Regions from separate parts of the Mus musculus genome. Here all the other regions are linked to region 1. A link is a contact called in public promoter capture Hi-C data. All regions are on one chromosome and are shown on one strand. Each heading gives the region's core, a stretch centred on a gene start, on an enhancer-like site or on the middle of the called end of the contact. The rest is flanking DNA. Distances are from core to core; before and after follow the strand shown.

Evidence for each region. Promoter capture Hi-C pulls out the DNA fragments that hold promoters and counts their contacts.
Region 2: a contact with region 1 is called in a promoter capture Hi-C map of pre-B cells. The contact joins the promoter of Itga7 here to the promoter of Nemp1 in region 1.
Region 3: a promoter capture Hi-C map of pre-B cells shows a contact between it and region 1, with 4 times the contacts expected there. The contact joins the promoter of Dnajc14 here to the promoter of Nemp1 in region 1. A contact is called at or near these places in 4 of 39 promoter capture datasets (the C10 cell line, cranial neural crest and pre-B cells) and 1 of 9 other capture datasets (adipose tissue).

Annotation. Positions count from the first base shown.
Region 1 is chr10:127,674,692-127,678,899 of GRCm38.p6, forward strand. Nemp1 (nuclear envelope integral membrane protein 1) reads left to right here and starts at 2,374. Exons shown (of 9, transcript NM_001113211.1): 1 at 2,374-2,536. The coding sequence starts at 2,407. It overlaps Gm16230 (a long non-coding RNA gene), which reads right to left and starts at 2,068. Exons shown (of 4, transcript XR_872178.1): 1 at 1,980-2,068; 2 at 106-291.
Region 2 is chr10:128,931,724-128,935,931 of GRCm38.p6, forward strand. It overlaps Itga7 (integrin alpha 7), which reads left to right and starts at 2,090. Exons shown (of 25, transcript NM_001330160.1): 1 at 2,090-2,471. The coding sequence starts at 2,266. It overlaps Gm46186 (a long non-coding RNA gene), which reads right to left. Exons shown (of 3, transcript XR_001779675.2): 3 at 3,227-4,208.
Region 3 is chr10:128,803,590-128,807,797 of GRCm38.p6, forward strand. It overlaps Dnajc14 (DnaJ heat shock protein family (Hsp40) member C14), which reads left to right and starts at 1,965. Exons shown (of 7, transcript NM_001359825.1): 1 at 1,965-2,094; 2 at 2,579-4,031. The coding sequence starts at 2,622. Tmem198b (transmembrane protein 198b) reads right to left here and starts at 858. Exons shown (of 5, transcript NM_178066.3): 1 at 644-858.

The sequences.
Region 1 (4,208 bases), core at 1,124-3,623:
CTGATACATAGGACTCACTGACTCATACATTAAGAAAAAACACGCTTAAGGTTTCATTCTGTTCTAATTTTCAGTTATGTCCTGTCATGAGTGCCTATGTAGTACCCTTGGAGACCAGAAGAGGGTGACAGGATCCCTGGAGTTACAGCAGGCAGAATGTAGTACCCTGTGGAGACCAGAAGAGGGTGACAGGATCCCTGGAGTTACAGCAGGCAGAATGTAGTACCCTTGGAGACCAGAAGAGGGTGACAGGATCCCTGGAGTTACAGCAGGCAGTGAGAATGTAGTACCCTGTGGATGCCAGAAGAGGGTGTTAGAATCTCTGCAGTTACAGCAGGCAGTGAGCCACCAGAAGTGGGTGCTGGGAAGAAACTCCGTCCTGTGCTAGATGGAGCAGTGCCACACTGTTCACTGTGGGGTCAGCTCTGCAGCTTCTATTACAGTTTTTGTCTATATTTACTGAGCTCAAACCCAAGTTTTCTGGTGCACAAGGCTCCTTCCCACTACATGGCTTGACATTTGCAGGTCAGGCAGAGAATATGTACAGTACTCACAGAAACCGAAGCAGGACCGAAAGATGGGCAGGGCGGACTGGCAGGGAAGAGGTGACTCACGCTTGCAATCTCAGTTTTGTTTTTCGGGCTTTTTTTTTTCTTCCTGTTCCAAGATCCATATTATATGACATGTGGTTCATCGTGTTTACGTATGCTCCCTTGTCTGGGATAGTTTGTTAGTCTTCCCTTGTTTCACATTAATGTAAGTTTTTGTTTTGAGGTTGGTTTTAGATGTGTAGTGCAAGCTAATCTTATTTGTGATCCTCTGACCTGAGTGTTTTGAATGCTGGAGTTAACAGATATGGACCAACACGCCTCCTGTTAACCTTGACATTAAAAGTTTTTTTTTTTTTTTTTTTTTTTTTTTATCAATCGATCCATTAATTGTGTGGGGGGTATTGTGTGCCACAGAGTCAGTATGGAGGTCCTGTGGGAGCAGAAGTTGGTTTTCTCCTGTCATATGAGTTCTAGGTTTACACAACCGAGCCATCGCAATAAGCCATCTATATGTGTGTATAAATGTGCATATACATGTATACATGTGTCTACACACAAGTGTGTGTATATATATGTGTGTGTGTATGTATGTGTATATATATATGTATATGTATATATATGTGTGTGTGTGTGTGTATATATATGTATGTATATACACACACATACAGGTTCTCACGGTTCAAACTCTATAATCCTGGCTACTCTTCAATTCTCAGCAAGCCTTCATTCTCAACTTCCCAAGTGATGGGATTACAAGCACGCCTTTAATCCCAGCACTTGGGAGGCAGAGGCAGGCAGATTTATGGGTTCAAGGCCATGGTCTACAGAGTGAGTTCCAGGACAGTCAGGGATACACAGAGAAACCCTGTCTCAAAAAACCAAAAAAAAAAAAAAAAAAAAAAAAAAAAGGTGCTTCAATTTTCAATTTCTGTAAGTGCTACACACACAGTGCCTGGACTGCAAGTACTGGGAGGCACCTAAGCCACAGAAAGAACTTAGATTTGAGCTCAGAACCTACTTTGTGTTTTTTCTCTCTCTCTTAGCCTTGGCTTTTTTTTTTTTTTTTCCCAAATGGAGAGGATAAGCTGTCTTAATTATCACTTGTTTCGTTTCAAAACCAGAAATGCTCGGGACTTGTAGTTTATTCCTGTGGCGTTGGTGATTGAAACGAGGGCCTTGTGCACAGTTTAGCTACATCTTCAGTCAAAAAAGGAAACCGAAGCCAAATTAATACTTTTTTTTGGTGTTTTGTTTTCTGTTTGTTTTTTTCTTGCAGTGCTGGGGATCGAAGTCAGAGTTTCTATCTCAGCTCTATCTCTACATTTTCAAACGTTGTTTATGCCTGCAAAACCTTGACAACGCACAATAATCCTGTACTTATTGCTGAAATATTTCAGAACTTTGGAGACAGGCTGGCAATCATTTTACCTTAAAAAACGGTCACGGGAGAACCTTACTCGTGAAGAGTTGCCACTGGCTAGCATGTCATAAAAGGGCCGAGGAAGAAAGGAAAGAAAAACTAGAAGAGACGTTTCGATGGAAACACGCAGTCCAGGAGGCCTCCTCTCATTCTGATTTCCTATTGGGTAAGCTTTCCATCAATCTCATTTGTAAATAAACCGCGGACGGAAGCAGATTGCGGGGAAAGGGCGGGCTCTTCCTGTCGTCACTGCCAGGATTGGCGTTGCTAGGAGGTGTGGCTCCTAGGGGCGCGGGAGGGCGGAGCGCGCGAGGCCCCGCCTGCTCCACGGGTGGGGGTGGGGGCGGGTCTCGCAGCCGATTGGCTGCCGGCGCTGCCCGTTCGGAGACAGTTGCTGAGGAGGGGCACGCGAGGAGGAGGCGGTGTGAGGCATCCATGGCGGGAGGAATCAAAGTGTCGGTGTGGTCGGCGGTTGGTCCAGGGCCCCGGTGCTGGGGGGCCGGGGGCGGCGGCGGCGCCACATGGCTGCTCTTGGTCGTCGCCGGCTGCGTGGTCTGCGGCTCAGGTACCACCCGGGCAGCGGCTGCCCAGGGGTCGGGCGCGAGGGCGTTAAATGTGGAAAAGTGGTTTCTTATCCCGAGGGTGCGGCCCGTTACTCGGAGCAGCTCGGGACGCTGAGTGAGACGCTCCAGGGACGGTCCGCACTGACGGGTCCCGGGCCGCCCTCCGGACAGCTCGGGTCGGGCGGAGGCCTGAGCCTTCCCCAGGAAGGGAGGCCTGGGCTGGTTGACACCCTTTAGGGGGGAAACCACGGAGGGGCTCCGAGGTGCTGCTAGGTCTCTTGAATTTCTGAGTTAAAACGGATTTCTGGGTTTCGCCCTGAAATAGGTCAGGAGAAAGCAAACGCCCCACTCATTCAGTTTACTAAAAACACCCCAGGGATGGATCTGTCTCGGTACAGTGGAATAGAGTTCACCTGAATGTTTTTCAAGACAGGGTCTCTCAGGGTAGCCCCTGGCTGTTCTGGAACTCACACCTTAGACCGGGCCGGCCTGGAGTTGAGAGACCCACCTGCCTCTGCCTCCTGTGTGCTGGGATTAAAGGTGTGTGCCACCACTGGCCTCCTGTTAAGATCCTCCTCCCAAATAGCTCCGGAGAACACACCTGGAGTCATTATACTCCAGTTGCCCAGGAAAGATAAGAGGCCATCCGCTTAAGCGGGACGTAGTTCCTAAGTTTATTCATTCTTTCAAGCACATTCATTTTGTACTTTCTGCTGGACAGTCAACTCCGGACTAGGTAAGAAACTTATTTTGTGATCCCGACCAGAAAAAAAAAAAATTAAAAGTTGATAAGAAATCGTGTTTTCCCTCCCTTGTTAAATAGTGGCCGGGAAAATAAGTGATGTTTGCCAACATCCACTGGAGGGAGTAGCAACTCCAGAGAATAAAGACAGCCAAGGCGTGTAAGCACACATCCACTCTCATACTGCCCCCTTCCGTTCCTGCCTGCCTGTCACTTGCTCTCACTTGTGGCTTTAAGATCAACACCCATAAATATATTGTTCAAGAGGGACTGGAGACTTCTTTTGGGAAGAGAGTATATGTCCAGGAAAGATTCTTTTCCGGATCAGGGCCTAAAAGCCTAGAACAGGATTTGGAAGGACTGTCACCTGAATAAACTGTCAAAATGGGGCCTCGGGGTGTGAGGACATAAGGAGATACTAAGCACAGTCAGCAGTTCCTTTGAGATTTCCTTTACAGGACACTGGGGATTGAAACGGAAAGCAAAAAGCCAGGCATAGTGGCTCAGAACTTTACTCCCAGCACTTGGGAGGCCAAGGGAGACAGATCTCTCCAGTTCGAAGATAGCCTGGTTGGTCTACGTAGTGAGTTCCAGGACAACCGGAGCTACCTACACCTGGAAACAAATAAGCAAATAATAAAATAACTTAAAAAAAAAAAGTGCCGGGCGTGATCGTGCACGCCTTTAATCCCAGCACTTGGGAGGCAGAGGCAGACAAATCTCTGAGTTCAAGGCCAGCCTGGATTACAGAGTGAGTTCCAGGACAGCCAGGGCTACACAGAGAAACCCTGTCTGGAAAAACCAACCAACCAACAACAACAAAAGTAACCTAAAGCACACTTTTCTGCTTGCTTGCTTCCCTTCCTCCTTTCATTGAGACAGGGTCTCACTGTGTCGTGCAGGCTGCTTTGCAACTCATGTGTAACTCTGAC
Region 2 (4,208 bases), core at 840-3,339, 1.3 Mb after region 1:
AAGTCCTGGGTTCCATCCCAGTTGTGCCCTTCTGTGTTCTCACATGATCTCCTTTCTGGAGCTCTGAGACACAAACACACTGGAGAGGGAATACTGGGGAACACTGAAGGTAGAATCCTGTTGCCTGTCTTACATACCCATCTCTTTTATAGCACCCGTTTAGAGGCATGCTACATCCCTGCCGAGCATTACAAAAATGGCCAAACTATCATAGGCATTTTAACTGTCCTGGGGGCAAAGATTGTTCTATGATCAGAGTAAGAGCCAAAGAATAATCCTAAACAGAGAAAAGAGATAAGGGGACACAGCAGAAGCAGCTTTTAAGAAAGGGAAGAAGAGAGATCACAAGAATATGGGATATTTGGAGGGTAGAGCCACTGAGAAATAGTCTGAGAAAGATCTCTAGAGTGACATGCTCAAGGTGTGTGTGTGTGTGTGTGTGTGTGTGTGTGTGTGTGTAAAAATAGAACTTCAGGCAAAGCAGTCAGAGAGGGGTGCATGCAAGACCAATGCCTAGTAAGAGAAGCCAGTGGGGCTGTAGAGATGGCTCAGAGGTTAAGAGCACTGACTGATTTTCCAGAGGTCCTGAGTTCAATTTCCAGCAACCACATGGTGGTTCAAAACCATCTGTAATGGGATCTGATGCCCTCTTCTGGTGTGTCTGAAGACAGCTACAGTGTACTCAGACATAAAACAAATAAATAATTCCTGGAAAAAAAAAAAAAGAAAGAGAAGCTAGAAGACAAAGTGGAAGGGGGTGAGGCTACTATTTTGCCAAATTATTCTCCATCTCTTCTCTTGGCCTCATTTCTTGATTAGAGTTATAAATAGCAAAGAGATGGAAAAAAATGTCCCTCCCTTTGCTTCTACACCAGAGTGGGGGAAGGGAAGTGAAGTTGGGTAGGCCCTTGGGTCTCTGTGGAGAACTCTTTATTTTATTTTTTTGAGGCAGGGTCTGGGTATTGGAGATCATCCAACTCCTATCTGAAGTAGCCCAAAACTCTGCATTCCCCTTTCTGTTGATTCATTCAGAGACCAATTCACTATGTAGCTTTGTAGGCTGGGCTGACTTCAGCCTTGTTCACTGCTGAGATTGCAGGTCTGGGTCTTCAAGCCTGGCTTCCCATCCCCCTCTTAGGTTTTGAGACAGGGCTGCACTCTGTAGCTCTGACTGGCCTGGAACTCTCCCTGTAGACCAAGTTGCTTTCGAGATGACAGAGATCTTCCTGGCTCTGCCTATTGAGTGCTGGGAATATAAGCGCGTCCTACCACACCCAGCTTGCCATCCTTTTTTTGTTGCGTTGGAAATGACCAGTCTCTGGAAGGACCTGATAGCAGGATCTTTGTCTCTTAGGTCCAGTGTCTTTCATTTTTGCCCCCTTTTAGCTCTCTCTTCCCTCTCCACAGTTTAACTTGCATTTCTTATTTTACTCTTTTTCTTTTTCCTTCACTGCAGACTTTGAGCTAAACTTGACCTTCCTCCTGTTCTTCATTCCCTTCTTTCCATTTGCTCCAGTCTCCACCCCTGCTGAGTGTTTTCTGTCTGTGCCTTTACTTCTTTCTGGTCCTCTGAATGCTGACGTTGTGACTTGCTAATACTGCCTTCGTTATTTGTGGGCTGTATGGCATGAGGAGCGGTTTGATTCTTACAGCCTACGAGGTGTGCTGTGAGTCTCCAGGGGAGGCGAAGTCAGTAAAGGACCACTCTAGATCAGGGCCCAGGAACTTTCCGGTCCTCTGTTTTTATCAGCATATCTGTCTTCTCAGCCTCATCTCAATTCTCTGTGATTCTTCTTTTTACTGTACTCTTTCTCTCCGCATTTCTGGGCTCAACCTCCACTTTTTGGGGGGAAGGGTGGGTGAAGGAATGAGTGCACAGTGCAAAGGTGGGGCGGCAGGGCGCAAGGCAATGGGTGCGGCGGGTGCTAGACCTGAGCCGCGGGTCTGGGCATCCCCGGACCCTGGGTCTTGCGCCTGAGTCTATCTGCTGCTGGGGGCATGGGGCGGGAAGGGGCGGGGTCTGGGGCGGTGTCCCAGAGAGGAGGCGGAGCCGGAGCCGGAGCCGGTGCTCCCAAGGCGTGCAGTAGTTGTACTTAGCTGGTCCTGGGGCAGCAGCGGGAAGGGACTGAAGAGGGGTGCTGAGGTGAAAGATTGGAAGACCCGGAAAGATCAGCTAGATTTCGGAAACCAGAAACACCCTCGGGGAGACCTGGGGCTCCCGGCGCGCGACGATTTCCTCGCACTAGCTGGGAGAGCGTTGATCCCATGGCCAGGATTCCGAGGTGCGATTTTCTCCGGCCCCCCGGAATCTACTATCTTATTACTTCCTTGCTCGCTGGACTGTTCTTACCACCGGCTATCGCCTTCAATCTGGATGTGATGGGTGCCATACGCAAGGAGGGAGAACCCGGCAGCCTATTCGGCTTTTCGGTGGCCCTGCACCGACAATTACAGCCCCGACCCCAGAGCTGGTGAGTCACCGTACCCGCCCAGAGTCCCCAGGCTCAAGCTTTGGGCTACCTTTCTCCCAACTCCTCACCTATCCATCTCTCAGGTTTTCAACCGTACTCTGCCCACAGGCATCTCACACTTGAAGCCTTGCCTCGTATTGTCCAGGTCCTCAGACTCAGAGTCTTGCCTTGGGGGATGAGTTAAAGAGCAACATTCTTGCCAGAGACCCTCTTCCTTCTGCCTCTCCCTTCCGTTTGCATTCTTGCTCCAGCCTTGCATCTCTGGCTCCTTTTCTACCTCAGAGGGGTGAACTGCTCCAGGAAGGGAGGGTGAGCATTCTGCCTCTGCATAGGATGGACCGAGTGGGCAAGGGCAGAGTGGATGAGGGTGCCATGGGAGGCAAAGAGGAGAGAAAACAGAAATAGCTACTGTCAAAGCATCACCATGAGATAGCGTGAGGACTGCAGGGCATGGAGGCCAGGAGTGGTGTGGCTTAACACAGCAGGGAGACTAGAGGAAGAGCTGAGAAGGCCTGACAGTCTTCAGTGATGGTCACAGACGGTGGCAGAGACTGTCTGAAAAATAGAGACTGTCTGAGCAGTAGCAAGAAATGGTGGCAGCTGTCACCACCATCGCCAGAGACAGCAGCAGCAGCAGCAGCAGCAGCAGCAGCAGCAGCAGCAGCAGCAGCAGCAGGAGGATACAGTAAAGATACCACGCTGCTTCTGTTCCTCCTCAGGAAATTTCTAACTCCAGAAATCTCAGCAGTAGGGAGAGACAAGGAAGCCCGAGGCTGAGGAATAATTGACATTTTTTTCAGGACCCCTGGTAGCTAGACACATTTGCAGTGTTTCCAAATCCTTGGTTCTTACTACATGTGACAGGAGGTGAGACCAGGAAGAAAGCTTCCCACCCCCGCCCGCCAAAGGGCTTTCTCACCCATGGCCAATGCACAAGCCACATTTAAGTGTCCATTACTGGGATCGATGCTGTCCTCGGGGACTGTCTTTTCCTTGGTCTGGGGGCAGGAGACAGAGATGAGAGTTTATTTCTCACTCACTGGAGGTGGGGGTAGCCTTAATCTTTCTTCTTCCATTATTCCTGTCATCTGGGAGAAGGGTCTGCTCTCTAAACCTTTGGGAAAGATAGGAAACTGATGTCTCTAGCCAGTAGCAGGCTTCCTCTCCGTCTCTTCCTCTCTCCCCCCTCTTCCCCCCATCTGTTAGAGTTCCAGGCCTGGAGGCCTTTTTAGGACATGCCGAACTCTCTGAGTTATTTCCAGGCAAATTCTAGGTTATTTTTAATAGCATGGTCTCTTGTCATTTTCCCCTTCTCTAAAGGTGGCCCCTAATTCTGTCTCCCAGGGCCAAGTTAGGGGTAGTCCCAGAGGGGCCTGACTGTCTGGCCTCATTGCGCTCCAGCAGGGGGCATTCTGCTGACTGGGGGCACAGAGAAGCTGCCACCTTGTTTGGTCTCTCTCTCCTGTAGCCTCTTGAGCACTGATAGGAAGACTCATTTGTTTTCATTCTAACTTAGGTAAGATTTTGAGTTCTATCTTTCCTACTTTGCTTTGTATTTGCCACCTCACTTATTCCTATCAACTGCAAAATGGAAGCAAACAATACCACGATCCCGTCGGATCATTCAATAGCACAAGGCCTGTAGTGAGTGCTGTGAAAGTGTTCGCTGTCCTGGAGCCCTGGTGTTGGGATTCACAGAGCCTGAGAACAGCTTCACAGCATCTTGGATCCAGAGGC
Region 3 (4,208 bases), core at 715-3,214, 1.1 Mb after region 1:
TGAGGAGAGCAAAGGGGTGGGATTGCTTCCTTAGACCTCCAGCTTCATCCAGCTCCCAGAGGTCCTAGGCACGGGGGTGGCCATCGGCTCCCCAGGCCTGGAGTTGCTCTCTAAACTCCTGAAAGTCGGAGCCCAAAACCTGTAAGCTAAATGCAACCCCCAAGGAAGAAAGGGAACAGACATTTAAAAGTTTCAAATAAGGACTTAAAGAGTCACCCAGTCAGCCTCTGTCCGGATTTTGAAGTCTTGGCTTCATGCCGAGATGGAGTGGTTGGGGAAAGCCGAATACAGCCAGTCCAAATCCCATCGCCCTACATGGAGTAAGCAGGCGCCTTGCCCACAGATAATCTCCTCACATCTTGGTATCCACTTGCTACTAGCCTCAGACTCACACGGGAATTGTTCCACCCACCCTCTCATCCAGGCACGCCTGGGCTGCCAATGGGATTTGATGCTGATCCTGAAGGATCACTGACGATGAGAGGTTGGCATTGCGGGAGTAGGGTGGTGCGGATGCACTTTCCTTCTGCCGTCTTTAGGGTACTGAGGCTGAAGGACTGGAGACCTCCCGGGGCTCTTCTCAATCGCTTAAGAGTTTGGGACGCAAAACAAGGAGAGACCAGGAAGGGTGTTAACTACTCACCACCCTGCAGGGCTGAGGAGAGCAAAGGGGTGGAATTGCTTTCCTAGACCTCCAGCTTCATTCCAGCCCAGAGGTCCTAGGCACACGGGTGGCTGTTGGCCGCAGGCACCCCCTTGGGCTACTGTGCTCTGTTGCTCCCTAAACTCAGGCAAGTCGGAGCCCAAACCCAGGGAGCTAAATGCAATTAGCTTGGGGGCGGGGGTGTGTGTGGGGGAAGGAGACAGGGAGTGTGTATGGGGTGGGGGGGGGGGAGGATGACATCACGGGGCGGGCCCCCTCAATCTTTACCTCTGTCTGTGGGGGAACCCAGGCTACCCACTTCTCTAATCTAGGAGGAGGGACGCCCCCTAACCATAGCAATGAAGAGTTTTGTGACGCCCATCAAGACTAAGACGGAAGGTCTCTGAATGCTAAGGAGATTAATTACCAACTTAACGTTTTCAAAGCCCAAATAGGGTCCCAAAGCACCCGCTGGTCCAACTTGGTTTCTTCCACTTCCCAGAGAATTGGAGTATTGTCTTCTGGGGAACCGGGTGGTCGGGAGCCGGAGAAGGGTTTTTAACTAGTGCTGGGTGGGGGTGTTCATGGGTGGAAAAAAAAACTTGTGGAGCAAGACGGGCCTGGCAGGGACACTGGCAGAACTGTAAGGCTTTAAAGGAGTGCAGACGAGAGGTTCCATCAGGGTCTGCGTAGGGGTTGGGGAGCGTGCTGGCTTCGACCCAAAGCTTACTATGTAAATGAGATGCAAAGCAGCACGCAGATGAGTGCGGGGTTCTGTTACGCTGGACTAGGTTCTGAGCTCCGTGGAACCAGGTACCCCTAGCCGCATTCCCTGGCCCGGCCCTTACGCCGCGTTCACAGGGGGCGGATCGGCGGCGTGGAAGCTCGCCAGTTGGGTCCAGGAGAAGTGTCGCGTCTCTTTAGGGGGCTAGCTAGTCCGGGACACACACTTCTCCGCAACCTCTTGGCTGGACAGCCGACAGGGAAGGGTCTGGGCGAGCAGGGTCGCTGGCTCCTCTGCGTGCCCTGGGTGTCTGTCTGCACGCCAAAGACGGTGTGTGCTTCGGCAGCCGCCCTTCATCTCCGTTTCAGCAGCGACGACGAGGAGTACAGTTCGCAGGCTTCAGCTCGCTTACGGCGGGACCTGCGTGGAGGCGGAGGGCCCTTTAAGGGGTGGGGCCGGATGCTCTAGCACCGCCTCCTCGATTGACTCCGCGCCCGCCGCGCAAGTGAGAGCCTCGGCTAAGCGCTTTTCTCTTCCCTTCGCGACCTTTTCCCCCCCCCCGGTGACCCCGGAAGTGGAAGTAAGCGGCCGTGGCGGGGACGGAAGGCGGAAGCGGAGCGTGAGCGGGAGGCGGAGCCGGGGGAGCTGCTCCTGTAGCTCCCCCTGGCAGCTCCCCCTGGCCTCAGGCGCAGCTGCTTGAGGAGGGAGGAGTTACCGCTGCTGCTCGGTACGTCGCCTTCGCCCCTGGTACCCCGTCGGTGGGTTCTCGGGTAATCTTTTGCAGGGGCACCTCGAAGCTCCGCCCTCAGCTTTTCCTCTAGCCCTGCACGGTCCCCACCCTTTTCTGACAGATTGCGGCCTCCCTCTTTCAGGCAGTCTTTTTTTTTTTTCCTAAGAGTTACCCCCCCACCCCCCCGCCGCCCCGACCACACCCTTTGCGGCACCCCCCCTCCCCCCCATTTCTCAGATTGAAGATTGTTAGCTTCTTGGAGGAAGAAGAAAAAAAAATTAAGATTTCGGGAGTAAGGGGGTTTCTGAGGTCCGGGTTGGTGCAAGCAGGTTTGTGGTCTGCCTAACTCACGTTTATTGTTAGGGATAGCGAATTTGAGCTAACACTGCCTGGGGAGTGGGTACATTGAATATGTCATTTTGAGATTGTTTAACTCTTGGTTCTATCCTTGACCATTCCCAACTTGATATCTTTGTTACAGGCAATGATGGCAGTGACCTAAAATCCTCAGGAAGCCCGGGGTCATGGCCCAGAAGCACCCGGGAGAAAGAAGGTTGTGTGGAGCCCACCGCAGTGGTGGTACCTCCCTCAGTACATCAGGATCCTCTGTGGACCCCGAAATACTTTCATTCTCAGGACTCAGGGACTCAGCAGAGACTGCTCCTAATGGTACACGATGCCTCAAAGAGCACTCCGGCCCTAAGTACACACAGCCTCCAAATCCAGCCCACTGGTCAGATCCAAGCCATGGTCCTCCAAGGGGTCCAGGACCACCTAGAGGAGGAGGCTACCCTGATGAGAGCGAGACAGGTTCAGAAGAGTCAGGAGTGGACCAGGAACTCTCAAGAGAGAATGAGACTGGGTACCAGGAGGATGGGAGTCCTTCTTTTCTTTCCATTCCATCTGCTTGTAACTGCCAGGGAAGCCCTGGAGTCCCCGAAGGAACTTACTCCGAGGAAGGAGATGGCTCTTCTAGCAGCCTTTGCCACCATTGCACCTCTCCAGCCTTGGGGGAAGATGAAGAGTTGGAAGAAGAATATGATGATGAGGAACCTCTTAAATTTCCCAGTGATTTTTCACGTGTGTCCAGTGGAAAGAAACCCTTGTCCCGGAGGCAGAAGCACCGTTTTCTGATCAAGGAGGATGTTCGGGATAGTGGACGCAGAGAACCCAAGGCCCCAGGTCGTCATCGGCTGGCCCGAAAAAGAAGTCAGACAGATAAGCGCAGAGGCCTGGGACTGTGGGGAGTAGAGGAACTATGTCAGCTTGGACAAGCAGGCTTCTGGTGGCTGATTGAACTTCTGGTATTGGTGGGAGAGTATGTGGAAACCTGTGGCCATCTCATTTACGCATGCAGGAAGCTGAAAGGCAGTGACCTGGACCTTTTTCGAGTCTGGGTGGGGGTCTGGGCCAGGAGACTGGGGGGCTGGGCCCGCATGATGTTCCAGTTTCTAAGCCAGAGCTTCTTCTGTGTGGTGGGGCTGCTCATCCGTATTCTTAGGGTAGTGGGTGCTTTCCTACTCCTGGCTCTCGCCCTCTTTTTGGGATGTCTACAATTGGGCTGGAGGTTTTCGGTGGGACTGGGCAACCGGTTAGGCTGGAGGGATAAGACCGCTTGGCTGTTCTCTTGGCTGGGTTCTCCAGCCTTGCATCATTGCTTGACTCTGCTGAAAGATAGCAGGCCATGGCAGCAGCTGGTAAGGTTAATACAGTGGGGCTGGCAGGAGCTGCCCTGGGTCAAACAGAGGACTAAGAAACAGGGCAATGCACCTGTAGCTAGCGGGCGATACTGCCAGCCTGAAGAGGAAGTGACCCGACTCTTGACCATGGCTGGGGTTCCTGAAGATGAACTAAACCCTTTTCATGTGCTGGGGGTTGAAGCTACAGCATCCGACACTGAACTAAAGAAGGCCTATAGGCAGCTAGCAGTAATGGTGAGTATCCTTTGCTGCTTCCTGTTGCTCTTTCCCCATATTTTCTGTTCCAGTTTTTAGGGAGTGTAGAGTCAAGGGAAGGTGAAGGATTTCCTTTCTTTGTTTTGTTTTTGAGTTAGGGTTTCACCTTGTAGACAGACTAACCTGGAACTCATGATTTCTCCTGGCTCCATCTGT